Linked DNA regions of Mus musculus: all the other regions are linked to region 4. A link is a contact called in public Hi-C, HiChIP or PLAC-seq and promoter capture Hi-C data. All regions are on one chromosome and are shown on one strand. The core of a region is the stretch at or near the end of the contact, and the rest is flanking DNA. Distances in the headings are between cores, read along the strand shown. Region 1 holds the start of Adgrg5 (adhesion G protein-coupled receptor G5). Region 2 has its middle 9.3 kb from the start of Gm31277. Region 3 has its middle 9.4 kb from the start of Gm31277. Region 4 holds the start of Drc7 (dynein regulatory complex subunit 7).

Region 1 (3,009 bases), core at 2-2,501, 130 kb before region 4:
GTGAGGTAGGAAACACAGAGGTTGTGGGGACTTGGGGATCAGAGCTCTCTACCTAGGCCTTCTGTGCAGCTGCTCACCACGGAGCATAAAGGAGTTGGTGGTTCAGTCCCCAAGGCATCCCGGACAACCGCCTCCCCCACCCTCCCTAGGAAAGGCCAGGAGGTGAACGTCTGGTTATAGTAAACTAAAGCATGGGTGTGTGGGAGCTAAGGCGGTGGTTCAGCCAGCAGATGCTTTCGAGGCGTGCACAAGGCCCTGGGGTTGAGGCCAAACACCACTAAAGACAATAGCCAGGAAAAAAAAAAAACAACGTGCAAAAAGGGCAAATGCTTATCTAAGTCACCCAGTGGGAGTCTGGCCAAGGAGTTGAGACACAATTGTACAGGGGCCCTGCAAAACCTTTGATGGCATCTGGGGTGGGGCCCCCTTTCCCTCTGAGCCCCTTACACCCACTGTGAGCTATGAGGAACTGACTGTGAAGAAGCTGGCTTGAGCGGTGGAGGGCAGGAAGACTGTGCTGGGACCCGTGCTTTCTTCCTTTCCCTGCGTCTCTGTGCCCCTCAGCCCCACTACCGCAGGAGCAGAAGAGGTTCTTGAGTTATGATTTTCTGCAGGGAATTTGGATAGGCTCCCCATCTCTGAATCACTTCCGTGGTCTCTTTAGGACTCTGTAGAGAGCATAGCTGGTATTATAGGCTACGCTCGTGGGACTTCTGACTGAAGGCGAGGCTAGTCTGCTTTCTCTCCCTGCTATTCTGGCCATACTTCCTGAGATCTGCCCTGGACCACCTGGAACTGCGTCCTTGTCCTCTCTAGGCTATCAGTTCAGCATCTATGACACTTGCAGGTCTGATTGCTGTTATACATGAGGAAATATATATATATTAAAAATATAAATTTTCCCTTTCTATAAATGGGGAAACTGAGACTTAGGAAGGAGCTATAGCTTGCCCAAGGGTGCAGAGCTGGACCGTCCTGAACCCTCCACAACACCATGCTGTCTGTCTCTCCTGGCACTTCTGGGGAGGCTGAGCCCAGTCTCCCCCCCTCCACCCGCCCCCCCCCCCCCCCAGAGTGTGACCAAGGGGACCTTGATCTAGCCGACAGCTCAGAGGAAACAGAGAGTGCTACCACAAAAGAAGTGAGGCAGGAGCATAGGGTGAAGGGAGGCCAGAAAAGCCCGGGAGTAAGTAGGCCGAGGTGAACAGAAAAGCCACAGCTTTCAACTCCTCTCAACTTCCTTTTCTCCCTGCAGAAGCTAGAGGACCATCTCGAGACAGCAGTGAGGACGTGACTGCCGCTGACTGCTTTACAGGTTAGTCCCCTGGACCCCTCCACCCTCCCACCCATTGGTCCCCATCCACAGACCCCAGGTGCACAGATCTCATGCCATCCCAGGAGTGACAAGCTAGGGACCCACCTCCTTCCAACTCCAGAGAAGCCTCTACTTTCAGAAGTGAAGTTAAGCCATGATTATATCTGGGGGGTGGGGGGGGGTAGCTTTCCCGAATCCCGATTTCTCATATAGAAAACGAGGTGAGTCGTGTAGCACAAGGCTTGAGTGACAGCGGGTAGACTGTAAGATGCTCTGCGCCCGGCAAATAGGAACTGAGGAAGTTCCTGTGCAGCCTGGGAGACACAGGGTCTCAGAGAAAGGACCTCCAGACAAGCGGGGCCAGACTCCTTGGTGGTTTACAGTGGCCCCCGTTGCCCACTTCTAAAAGAGCTGACAGCAGCATCTTTCTGGGCTGTGACTTGATGCTGATCGACTTGGCCCATTCCTCATCCCAGCCAGGGGCACCTAGAGAAAGCCAGAGGCAGAGCCCAGCCAGTGGTGAGCAGGGATGGCTGTTTGAGGAGCCATGTATAAGCAGGAGGATTGTCCTGGGCAGGACCTGGCGTGGCTGAGGTACGAGATCTGTGCTGGGTGGAAAGCAGAGGCTCCTACGCCCCATGCACTGAAGATGTATTCCTGCCCAAGGCCTACAGTTAGAGGACTAGACCTAGGGCAGGGGCTGATTCCCACAGGAAAGAGTCCTAGAAATGGTTGAGTTCCTCTCCCTGGGAAATGGGTCTCTCTGGCCTAGTTTTGCACACGAGGAAATTGGAAGGTCACTGAGGCCAGTTTCTTAAGCCAGTGCTTTGCAGTCTGGGCACTGAATAGTGGAGCTGGTTATTAAACCCATAGCTTTCTAAGGTCCTTTTCTTGTTCACGTATATCTTAATCTCCCAATTTTAACTGACCTAAAATACTTGCTCACTTGCCTACCACCACTTGGCTTTTCAGGCACCTTTGGGGAGTTGCTGCTGGTGCTGGCTTGGAATTTGAAAGCCCAGGTTTGGGTCCCAGCTTGGCTACGGGGCTGCTGTTGAGCCCCAAGGAAACGCTTGGCTTTTGTGGTATTATGTCGTCTTGCCGTCTTCCAGAATCACCTGGAAAGTCAGGAAAGGGGGTTTCAAGTGATGAACTGCACAGATAGAAACCTGACGGCTGAGGGTTGACAGGTTGATGATGCCTGGGTCCTGATCGGCAGAGACAGGGTGGGTACCGGGAGGTTACAAGCAAAAGCAAAGGTTTGCCCGTGAGAATGAAGTGGCAGCCACAGCTTCTGTCTGGGGTGTTGGGGTGGGGATGGGGTGAGCTTCAGCTCTGGTCTTTTGATTTTCAGTTATATATGGGGTCAGGCTGCCTCTCTGTGTGCCTCTGCTTGGGAGCAGCAGGGCTAAGGTCTGGAAACCAGGCTTTAGGGCCCTGATCCTGGAGATCAAATTCTTCTACCCATTGGGGTTTCAGTTTCTCCACTAAGAGTTCCATCAGCTGAGGTTTTCTGTGTCACCTGGTCCTCTACTGTCATAACCCAGGCTGTCTCAATAGAAACAGTTCATGTTGTCCCTTTGAAGGCTTCCTTGGTCCCCCCAAACTTTGCCCCACATCCATTCTCTGAGACCCCAGGAAGTTAAGTGGATGATGCTCTAGTACCCTAATTCTATCCCTACCTTAAGACTGGC
Region 2 (3,114 bases), core at 74-2,573, 160 kb after region 4:
AGTTTAGGCTACAGAGGGAGACCCTTTCTCAAAACAAAACCAACAAAATGGCTTCTTCCAGTTGCCTGAAGAATATGGCTTAGACTTTCTTTTCTTTCCTTCCTCTCTTCATTTCATTTTTTCATTCTTTTTTCTTTCTTTTTCTTTCCTTTTTTTTTTTTTTTGGACAGTTTTACTACGTAGCCCTGGCTGTCCTGGAACTCAGTAGTTCAGGCTGGCCTCAAACTCACAGAGATCTGTCTTCTTCTGCCTCCCAAGCACTGGGATTAAAAGCATGCACCACTATGGCCAGCAGACTTGCTTTTGTAAGTAACCCAGACCTGAAACAACATGATTCTGCCCACTTGACCTGACACCTCTGTCAAGTTGCTGCCTCTCAACACTGTTAAGAATGGCAACTACATAGCCGGGCATGGTGGTGCACACCTTTAATCCCAGCACTCGGTAGGCAGAGGCAGGCAGATTTCTGAGTTTGAGACCAGCCTGGTCTACAAAGTGAGTTCCAAGACAGCCAGGGCTACACAGAGAAACCCTGTCTCGAAAAAAAAACCAAAAAACCAAACAAAAACAAAACAAAACAAAAGAATGGTGACTACATTTCTGTGTGATCTTTGGAAGAAAGGATACAAACCACAGCAGGGCCTCACCAAATTGGAGCAACATCTAGACTTGCTAAAGGGACTGGAGGTGTAGTTCAGTATAGCTCAGCCCTTGCCTAGCTTGCTCCAGGTCCAAGGCCAAGAAATAAACCAATGATAAGGCGTCATCCACAAATAGGACAGTGGCGATGAGAGCAGAACCCAGGGAAGTCTAAGTGATAAGACACTCATATGAGTGCAGTGTACAAAAGCTCGGGAAAGAGAGAAGATCTGTGGCTTTCTAAAGCAGAAAACATAAAGACTCGAGTCAGCACTTAGCAGATACTACAACGCCTACCAGAGGCTAAAGCAATGGATACAATGATTGCCTCATTTTGTTACTTTGTCCTAAAACTTACCTCTGGTAATAAATACTCCTCTAGTCAATTGTCTTTACACTGACAAACACCCAAGGTAAAGTAACTACCGAGTAGAAGGATTGGGACTCCTCCCAGCTTTGGGTGCTGTTAATTACACCACAGCTGCTGCGTGTCACCTGCTGACAGATTTACTACAGCAGTAACGCTGTTTTCCCATCGGCCATGCCATGCCGATATTTTTAGCCCTGGCTTATTAGAATTGGGTGGGTGCCCTGTGATTCCCCCCGCCCCTTGCCTCTGAGCTGGGAATCCGTGACTCAATGTCCTTATTCTGCTTAGTTTATTGTCTGCAGAGGAATTAGTCATTTCTGGGCGACGACAACTGCAGCCTGCAGTGGACAGTTCAAATCTGAGTCACAGTTTTCAGCCGTAAGTGTAGTCATCGTGTGATGTTCATGAGCAAGCAGAAATAAACAATATGCCTCCTTTATTTCTGCCCCTCCCCCCACAACACCCCCGCTTCTATCCTTTCATGTAAATGCCACAGGCTGATGGTGACAATACAAAGTCCCCTCTCTGGGCTTCAGTGGCTCAGCCATCTCTTCTTAGCACTCTCCTTCCTGGCAGACACTGCTTACTGATGGATCTGCTGAACGCAGTCCAATCTATTATCCTCCAGTGAACTTTAACTGAGATACATCTCACTCTAAAGCTTAAGCACTTAAAATCTGAGGGACAAACAGCGGTGCAGTAAGCAGAAGCGAGATGGGAAAAACAGTCAAATTTCAAAAGCAAGGCACGGAAGTCAGAGAAACGATGAGACGGAACGAGGCGGTCTACTGACATGGGGAACCAGGCGGTCTACTGACACTGGGAAAGCGGGCTGAAGAGTGTCTGCCCATGGATATGAGGTCAGAAAGTGCAATTCTAGACTCTGGTGTCGTAGGGCAAAGGAACACATGAGGAACACGTGGAATCTCATCACAGAAGCTGGAATAGCAGTGCATGCCTTTAATTCCAGCACGTGGGAAGCAGAGGCAGGGTAGATCAAAGTAGGGTTCAAGGCCAGCCTGGTCTACAGAGAAACACGGCGGGACCCAATGTCCAAACAGCTGGAGAGATGGCTCATTGGTTAAGAGCCACTGGTTGCTTTTGTAGAGGAGCTGGGTTCAATTCCCTACAACCATGTGGCGGTTCACAACCATCGGTAGCATGGTGGCTCATGACTGTCTGTAACAAACTGTCAGTTACAAGAGATCAGATGTACTCTTCTGGCCTATGTGGGCGTGAGGCACACAGGTGGCACACATATGTACATGTAGGCAAAACATTTACACACATTAGAAAAATAAATATTAAAAAGCAAACAAACCGGCTTCTTTAGTTAGCCGTTAACCAACAAGAGCTCCTCACTCAGAACCGAACCCGCCAGTGATGATGCAGTTGTTATGGGTTCTGTTTTGGGCAGGTGACCATGGCTCTTTTTGACCCTTTGAGTCAGGGTCTTTACAAGTAGCCTGAGCAGGTCTTGAACTTAGGTCCTCTAGCCTCAGCCGTCCAGTCCTGGGGTGATAGCTGTGTACCGTCACATGTGGCTATTTCCTTTTTTTTTTTTTTTAAAGATTTATTTATTTATTATATGTAAGTACAATGTAGCTGTCTTCAGACACTCCGGAAGAGGGCATCAGATCTTGTTACAGATGATTGTGAGCCACCATGTGGTTGCTGGGATTTGAACTCAGGACCTTCGGAAGAGCAGTCGGTGCTCTTAACCACTGAGCCATCTCACCAGCCCCGTGGCTATTTCCTGGATGACTTGTTTGGATCTGTCTGTCTGCAGTGCTTTAGGTTTTGTGCAACCGCTCTGCCCTCCATCTTTCTTTAAGGATTAACTCTCTGGGTTTCAGAAATTAGGAGGTCTGAAACCTGGAGGCCCTACTGCCCTGGGGGTGGGGGAGCTCTGTAAATACCTGATAATTAGCTCTTCAGGCATGTGTCTAGTTAATTGCTTTCACTGGAAAGGGTGACAAAGTCCTTTACTTCTGAGACAGGGACAAGTGGCTGCATCTGAGCCTCGGTCCCCAGGTCATTCCCCAAGGGCATTCCTGAGCTGCCACTTTAGGCATTTACATGCCAAATGGCACACGGTTCCACAC
Region 3 (2,979 bases), core at 150-2,649, 140 kb after region 4:
GTGGGATGAGGAGTAACCAAGAACGCAGCAGCAGACGAAGCAGCCAAGGCTACGGGTTAGCAGTCACTCAATACACGAGCAGCAAGGTAGCCCGCTCCCCGGGAGCTGAAGAGGCTGAGCAGGTCAAGAGTGGCCAGGGCAGGGGCAACAGATGGGTGGAAAGAGAAGAGAGAGAGCTGAGGCAGAAGTGACGAACCTAAAAGCCGAGAAGAGAAACTGCAAGCCTTGCTTGCTATTGGAATTCTGAAGAAGTCTGGCCTTGGTGGCGCACGCCTTTAATCCCAGCATTCAGAGGCAGAAGCAGGGGGATCTCTGAGTTCAAGAACAGCCTGGTCTACACAGTGAGTTTCAGGACAGCAAGGGCAGAGAAAAAGGACAGAGAAACGCTGTCATTGAAAAACCAAAATTAATTAATTAATTAATAATAAATAAAAGTAAAAGGACTCTGAAGAATCATCAGGCCTTTAGGGCCAAAAATTTGAGATAGTCCAGGCTTAGGACCTATAGCATGGCTGCAAGCAAGGTCTGAGAAATCTTCCTAGGCTCCATAGAGTGCCAGACATAGCTGGGTGTGATGGTACATACTTGCAATCCCAGTACTCAGAAGGTCGAGAGTTCAAGGCCAGCCTGAGCTACTGATGGTCACCCTGTGTCAAAAACAAAACTATAGATAGATAGATAGATAGATAGATAGATAGATAGATAGATAATGAAACTTCGGTGATGATTTCATTTTCCCTTACCCTCTTAAACGTTAATTTCAGAATCTAAGACGTTTGTTCCCTTTGGCATCATGAAGAATGTACTTTTTCTGTCTTAATGGCAGCTGAGAGATCAGAGGACCCAGGGATTAACAGCAACATGAGCAAAGCACATCAGAGCTTACGCCTGCAGCTCCATCCGCCTGACTTCAGGGCTCGCAAGTGTCACCAGGCAGACCATTTCAATAGTCAGTTTGATGAAATGAAAAACAAACAAACAAATAAACAAACAAACAAAACCCTGCCATCACTGAGGCACTGCTCTGGATTTGTCTGTGGAAACATTTCCGAGGAAGTTTAACTGAGGAGGGAGGACCCACCCTGATGCAGGAGCACCATCCAGTAGGCTGAAATCCTCACGTGCATTAAAAGGGGGGAGTGGGGAGAGGAGAAGGTGAGCTGAGCCCCCGCTCTGCACCTGCTCAGGCAGGAGCACACAGCTTCCTGATGCTTTCCCTGATGTAACAGACTGTATCCTCAAGCTGTGAGCCAAAACCCTTCCTCTTTTCACTTGCCATTTTGTTCCGGGTATTTTGTTACTGCAATGAAATAAGGAAGCCGGCACATCTATTTGCCAGCTCTAGGAACCTGCCTTAACAGTTTGAGGCAAATGGTTACCTGGGTCCAAAGGGTTAGCTGTAATTAAGCAATGCAGCTGGGCGTGGTGGCACTCACCTCTGCCCCCAGGACCTGACAGCCAGATGGGGGTTGTTGTGAGTTCGGGGTCACCTAGTCTATACAGCTAGTTTCTCGCCAGTGAAGGCTACAGAATAAGAAGGCCCTGGGTTAAAATGACTTTAAACAAAAGGTGTGACTGGGTGCAGGAGTGGTGGCTCAGAGGCTAAGAGCACTGGCTGCTCTTCTAGAGGACCTGGGCTTGCTTCCCAACGCAGTTTACAACTGTATGTAACTGCAGTTTCAGCGTATCCAATGCCCCCTTCTGGGCTCTGAGGGGAAGGTCTACAACATGTGTGCAGGCAAAACAGCCATATGCATATAAAGGATTTTTTTTTTAAAGGCAAAACAACCAAACCTAGACTTCAGATTCCATTTAACTCACCGATGTATTTGTATCAATCCGTTTATTTTTATTGGCTGACTGATTGATTGATTGATTGATAGGGTCTCACTATATAGGCCATGCTGGCCTCCAACTCACAGAGATCCACTACATTTGCCTCCTGAGCACTGGGCTGTTATGCCTGGTCTTTTATTTCTCTTGTTTGTTCCTGTACAACCTAGGTTAATTCAGGTAAGTCACCTTTTAGGTGATGAAAATGGAACTCTGTGTGTGTGTGTGTGTGTGTGTGTGTGTGTGTGTGTGTGTGTGTGTATACGACCAATTTAATTATCTTATAAAGCCCTTTTACAGGGGTCTCAACCTTCCTAATGCTGTGACCCTTTAATACAGTTCCTCATGTTGCGCTGACCCCCCCCAACCATAAAATTATTTTGTTGCTACTTCATAACTGTAATCTTGCTACTGTTATGAACCTTAATGTAAATATCTGATGTGCAGGATGCCTGATGTGCCTGTGAGAGTGTCCTCTGACCCTTCTCCCCACCCCCACTCCCACTCCACAAAGGGGTCATGACCCATAGGTTGAGATCCGGCTCTCTCTATGTCTGTGGTTTGTCACCCTCTGGGGAATCACAAATTCCTAACAGTAGCAAGATTCCAGTTATGAAGTATCAACAAGACAGTTTTATGGTTGGGGGTCAGTACAACATAAGGAACTGTGTATTAAAGGGTTTCAGGATAAGGAAGGTTGAGAACTACTGCTCTATGTAGCTCTGGGAGGCCTGGAACTTGACATGTAGACCAGGCTAGCCTCAAACACACAGAGACCCTCCTGTCTCCTGAGTGCTGGGATTACAGGCATGTACTACCACATCTAGCTACTGAATTTCTCTTAAAATATGCATGCCTTTAATCCCAGCACTTGGGAGGCAGAGGCAGGTGTAGCTCTTTGAATTCAACCTGGTCTACAGAGTGAATTCCAGGACAGCCAGTTACATAGAGAATCTCTGTTGAGAGAGACAGAGACAGAGAGAAAGAAACAGAGAGGGGGGGGGCTGAAGGGTTTTGTAGCCCCTGGGGCGGGGTGAGCAACAGTGTCAACTGGCCAGAACCCCCAGGAACTCCTGGGGACTGGCCCACCAACCAGAGTACACATGGGAGACTCATGGCTCCAGCCGCATATGTAGCAGAGGATGG
Region 4 (2,991 bases), core at 107-2,606:
TTGGCACTTCAGCTCACAGGGCAGCAGCAGCAGCAGCAGCAGCAGCAGCAGCAGCACAGTCCACTCAAAAACACTCCATGGAAATATCAGCTGTCCAGTTCCAAAGAGTTGGGTTAGCAGCATTGGTGCCAGGCCTCAGCCTCGGCACAAGTCAGCAGGAGGGACCAGGACCAGCAGGAACACCAGGAAAATTTCTCAGTTGTGCCTCTCTCAGCAAAGTAAGGATCAGCAAAGATGTGAGACCAACAAGCATTGCACAGCCAGCTCTATAAGAAAGCCAAGCTCTGCCTTCATCACAGTCTGTTAGGTCCTATTTATACTCCCTCCAAACATCACATGTCCTTCACTGATCTTGCCTCAGCACGTGAGTGCGACTCAGCTGATTTCACTCTGCCAATCAGCCCGAGACGGAGGAAGCGTCAAGAAGCACACCACCAGAAGGGTTTTTTGGTGCGTTTCTCTCTATAGAGTCCTAACAAATGCAGCTCAACTACACAATGTAAGGTGGACCAATACATGCATGTCACTAGTGAAGAATCCTTCATCGCGAGTCCTTTCATGGGCTTGCTTTAGCAGAATATCCTTTCTCCTGTGTCAGCTAAACTTTCTTTCACCTGTTTGCCCCAGCAAAACACCATCCAACACAACTGACTTCCCAAAGAACCCTTAAGTTTCCACTTCAGGAAGTAGCCAGATAGCTGGGAAGTGATGGGCTTTCAGCATCTACTGCTTTTGTTTTTATTGTAAGTACTTCATGCAGTGGTTTGAAGGACATGACTCCCATAGGCTCATATATTCGAATGTTTGGTGGTCCCCCATTGGTGGAACTGATTAGAAGGAGTGGGAGGAGTGGTTTCTCTGGAGGAGGCGTGGCTTCACTGGAAGAGGTGTGTCACTGGGGCTGGGCTTTGCGCTTTCCAAAGTTCATACGTTCTCAGTTAGCTACACCCACAACCCCCGACCTGGTGCCTGTAGATTGGGATGTAAATTTTCAGCTTATGCTCCGGCACCATACCAGCCAGTCTGCTGCCATGCTTGCTGACATGATGATCATGGATTCTAACCCTCTGGAACCTTAAGTCCCAATAAACACTTTTATATGTTGCCTCGCTCATGTATCGGGAGCAATAATTCTCTGGAGGTTTTTAATCATTTAATAATGCTGCATTTGACAACTGGTTCACAATAATTGCTAAAAGCTTGGTGACCATCTCTTGTATTCTCTTACTCTACCATCCAGCACACTATGGTGGTGGTGGTGGTGGTGGTGGTGGAGGAGGAGGAAAACTGGAACCTAAGCAATCACAAGAAACTACATTTCCCAGAAGCCTCCTCTCCCAGGGCCTGCCCTCCGCTGTTACCATAGAGACAAGTAACAGTAAGGCTGTTCTTGGAGGGTAAGGAGGGAACTGGAAACTGGGCATGGCTGGACCTGCTTGAGATAGGGAGGGAGGGCCCAGAGAAGCAAAGTATTCCTTCCTGGGGTCTCCTAGCCCTGACCTGTCGGGAAGGGCTGTTTTGTGGAGAGGAGAAGGCTGCTGGGAAGAGGCTCTGGTAGGACACTATGGGTCCCTCAGTAGCTGAGGAGGTAGCCTGTATGGGGGGGGGGGTGTTAATGTTGCAGGTCTGGACCCAGACCCACTTTGATGGCCTAATTTGTGACCTTGAGCCCCAGCTAGAGCTGGCCTGCCCCCTGACACCTTGATCTTTCTGTCATGTTTCTTTCCTTGCTCCCCACCCCCCATCTCCCACCCCTTTCCCTTCCATAGCTCCCCTCTTACATGGGTTTCAAAGGCAGAAATCCATGGGTTCCAGTCAAAGATCTGCTCTCTGCTGTATGTAACTCCGATGATTCTCTTAGGCTCTCTAGTCCTTGCTCTTCTCACCTGTAGAATGGGACTCATAGGACTAACTACATCAGTCTGTTAAGGATGAGGGATATCATTTTTGTGTTTACCACACAATAGGTTTCTAGTGAGCTGTGAAATAAAAGTATAACTTTATTAATAAAAATATAACCCACTTCTTGGTTATCTCCCTGTACCTAAGAGGCAGCAAAGGGCTTTAAAAACCAGACCATGCTGCTAGGTTGGAGGTCTGTTCCTGGCTGGTGGAAGGGATGCTTCCAAGGGATGTTGCTCCTCCTCCATGAGGAATGTACCTGGGACCACTCAGCATGTACGAGTGGTCTCGGTGACTTCTTCCTGTCGGACAACGGCCATTTTGAGCGTCTTTGCTTTTTCCTCATCTCTAGCTGTCAGGATGGAGGTCCTGAGAGAGAAAGTGGAGGAGGAGGAGGAGGCTGAGCGTGAAGAAGCAGCCGAGAGGGCCGAACGGACTGAGAAGCTGGAGAGGGTGACAAAGTCCGCCGAAGTGAGCAGAGAGGGGACCATCCTGAGCCAGGATGAGCTTCGAGACCTGGAGGGGAAGCTGATGGCCATCGAGATCCCTACCCAAGCTGATCACTCGTGAGTGTCCGGACTGGGGCTTTCCCAGCCCAGCGCTGGCGGTCAGAAAGGACCAAGGCAGGATTGGTAGCATCTGGGCTGGGAGCGGGGGTCATAGAGGGATGTGATTCAGTTTGAGGTTCTACTCCCAGACTGCTCACCTTGCCCCAGTTGTGTGACTGGGGTGTGTGGGGATGAGGGGTACGGGGGTGGGGGGAAGGCCGTCAACCTTTTGCAGCCTCCATTACTTTGTCTGTGTAAGAGTGAAAATATAAGTAGTGGCAGTCTCCATGGAGTTGTGAAAATCAAATGAAGATAAGGCAAAGACAGCTCAGGCATTTTAGGGGATTTCTGGGTGTGCCAAGCATGGCCTCTCTTAGATTATTGTTATCTTTCCTTGGACACAGGGTCATAAGCCAGGCCCCTGTTGATGTCACCAAGCTGCCTCCTTCCTATACCACCAACTCATTGAAGGAGGAGCACCTGCTGCTGGTGGCAGACAACTTCTCCCGCCAGTACAGCCACCTGTGTCCAGACCGCGTGC

What was found. A called contact is a pair of places that touch in the nucleus more often than the background predicts. HiChIP or PLAC-seq counts read pairs in DNA pulled down with a chosen protein or histone mark. Capture Hi-C pulls out chosen DNA fragments and counts their contacts.
Region 1: a contact with region 4 is called in a promoter capture Hi-C map of liver. The contact joins the promoter of Adgrg5 here to the promoter of Drc7 in region 4. A contact is called at or near these places in 9 of 39 promoter capture datasets (the 3T3-L1 cell line, 3T3-L1-derived adipocytes, cranial neural crest and 5 more), 1 of 484 Hi-C or Micro-C datasets (hematopoietic stem and progenitor cells), 2 of 115 datasets of contacts at active chromatin or transcription factors (CD8 T cells and acute myeloid leukemia) and 4 of 9 other capture datasets (adipose tissue, liver, macrophages and 1 more).
Region 2: a Hi-C map of bone marrow-derived macrophages shows a contact between it and region 4, with 36 read pairs. The contact joins the enhancer-like site here to the promoter of Drc7 in region 4. A contact is called at or near these places in 1 of 39 promoter capture datasets (neural stem cells), 4 of 15 datasets of contacts at CTCF or cohesin (embryonic stem cells and stem cell-derived epiblast-like cells), 20 of 484 Hi-C or Micro-C datasets (B cells, the G1E-ER4 cell line, the HL-1 cell line and 8 more), 7 of 115 datasets of contacts at active chromatin or transcription factors (embryonic basal ganglia, embryonic stem cells, fibro-adipogenic progenitors and 2 more) and 3 of 9 other capture datasets (adipose tissue, liver and pancreatic islet).
Region 3: a contact with region 4 is called in an H3K27ac HiChIP or PLAC-seq map of embryonic stem cells, with 5 read pairs. The contact joins the enhancer-like site here to the promoter of Drc7 in region 4. A contact is called at or near these places in 2 of 115 datasets of contacts at active chromatin or transcription factors (both in embryonic stem cells) and 2 of 9 other capture datasets (adipose tissue and liver).

What each region holds. Positions count from the first base shown.
Region 1 is chr8:94,922,443-94,925,451 of GRCm38.p6, forward strand. Adgrg5 (adhesion G protein-coupled receptor G5) reads left to right here and starts at 1,252. Exons shown (of 12, transcript NM_001145972.1): 1 at 1,252-1,315.
Region 2 is chr8:95,208,893-95,212,006 of GRCm38.p6, forward strand. No RefSeq gene overlaps it. Among named protein-coding and RNA genes, the nearest start is that of Gm31277, 9.3 kb to the left of the region's middle. Within about 2 kb of position 1,324, at least 73 of the 459 cell types and tissues checked have an H3K27ac peak or open chromatin away from gene starts, as enhancers often do. A contact at or near this core is called in the HL-1 cell line, bone marrow-derived macrophages, fibro-adipogenic progenitors and 1 more, where this site is marked.
Region 3 is chr8:95,190,297-95,193,275 of GRCm38.p6, forward strand. It overlaps a transcript of Kifc3 not described here. Among named protein-coding and RNA genes, the nearest start is that of Gm31277, 9.4 kb to the right of the region's middle. Within about 2 kb of position 1,400, at least 11 of the 459 cell types and tissues checked have an H3K27ac peak or open chromatin away from gene starts, as enhancers often do. A contact at or near this core is called in adipose tissue and embryonic stem cells, where this site is marked.
Region 4 is chr8:95,053,747-95,056,737 of GRCm38.p6, forward strand. Drc7 (dynein regulatory complex subunit 7) reads left to right here and starts at 1,357. Exons shown (of 18, transcript NM_001042715.3): 1 at 1,357-1,397; 2 at 2,255-2,468; 3 at 2,855-2,991. The coding sequence starts at 2,263.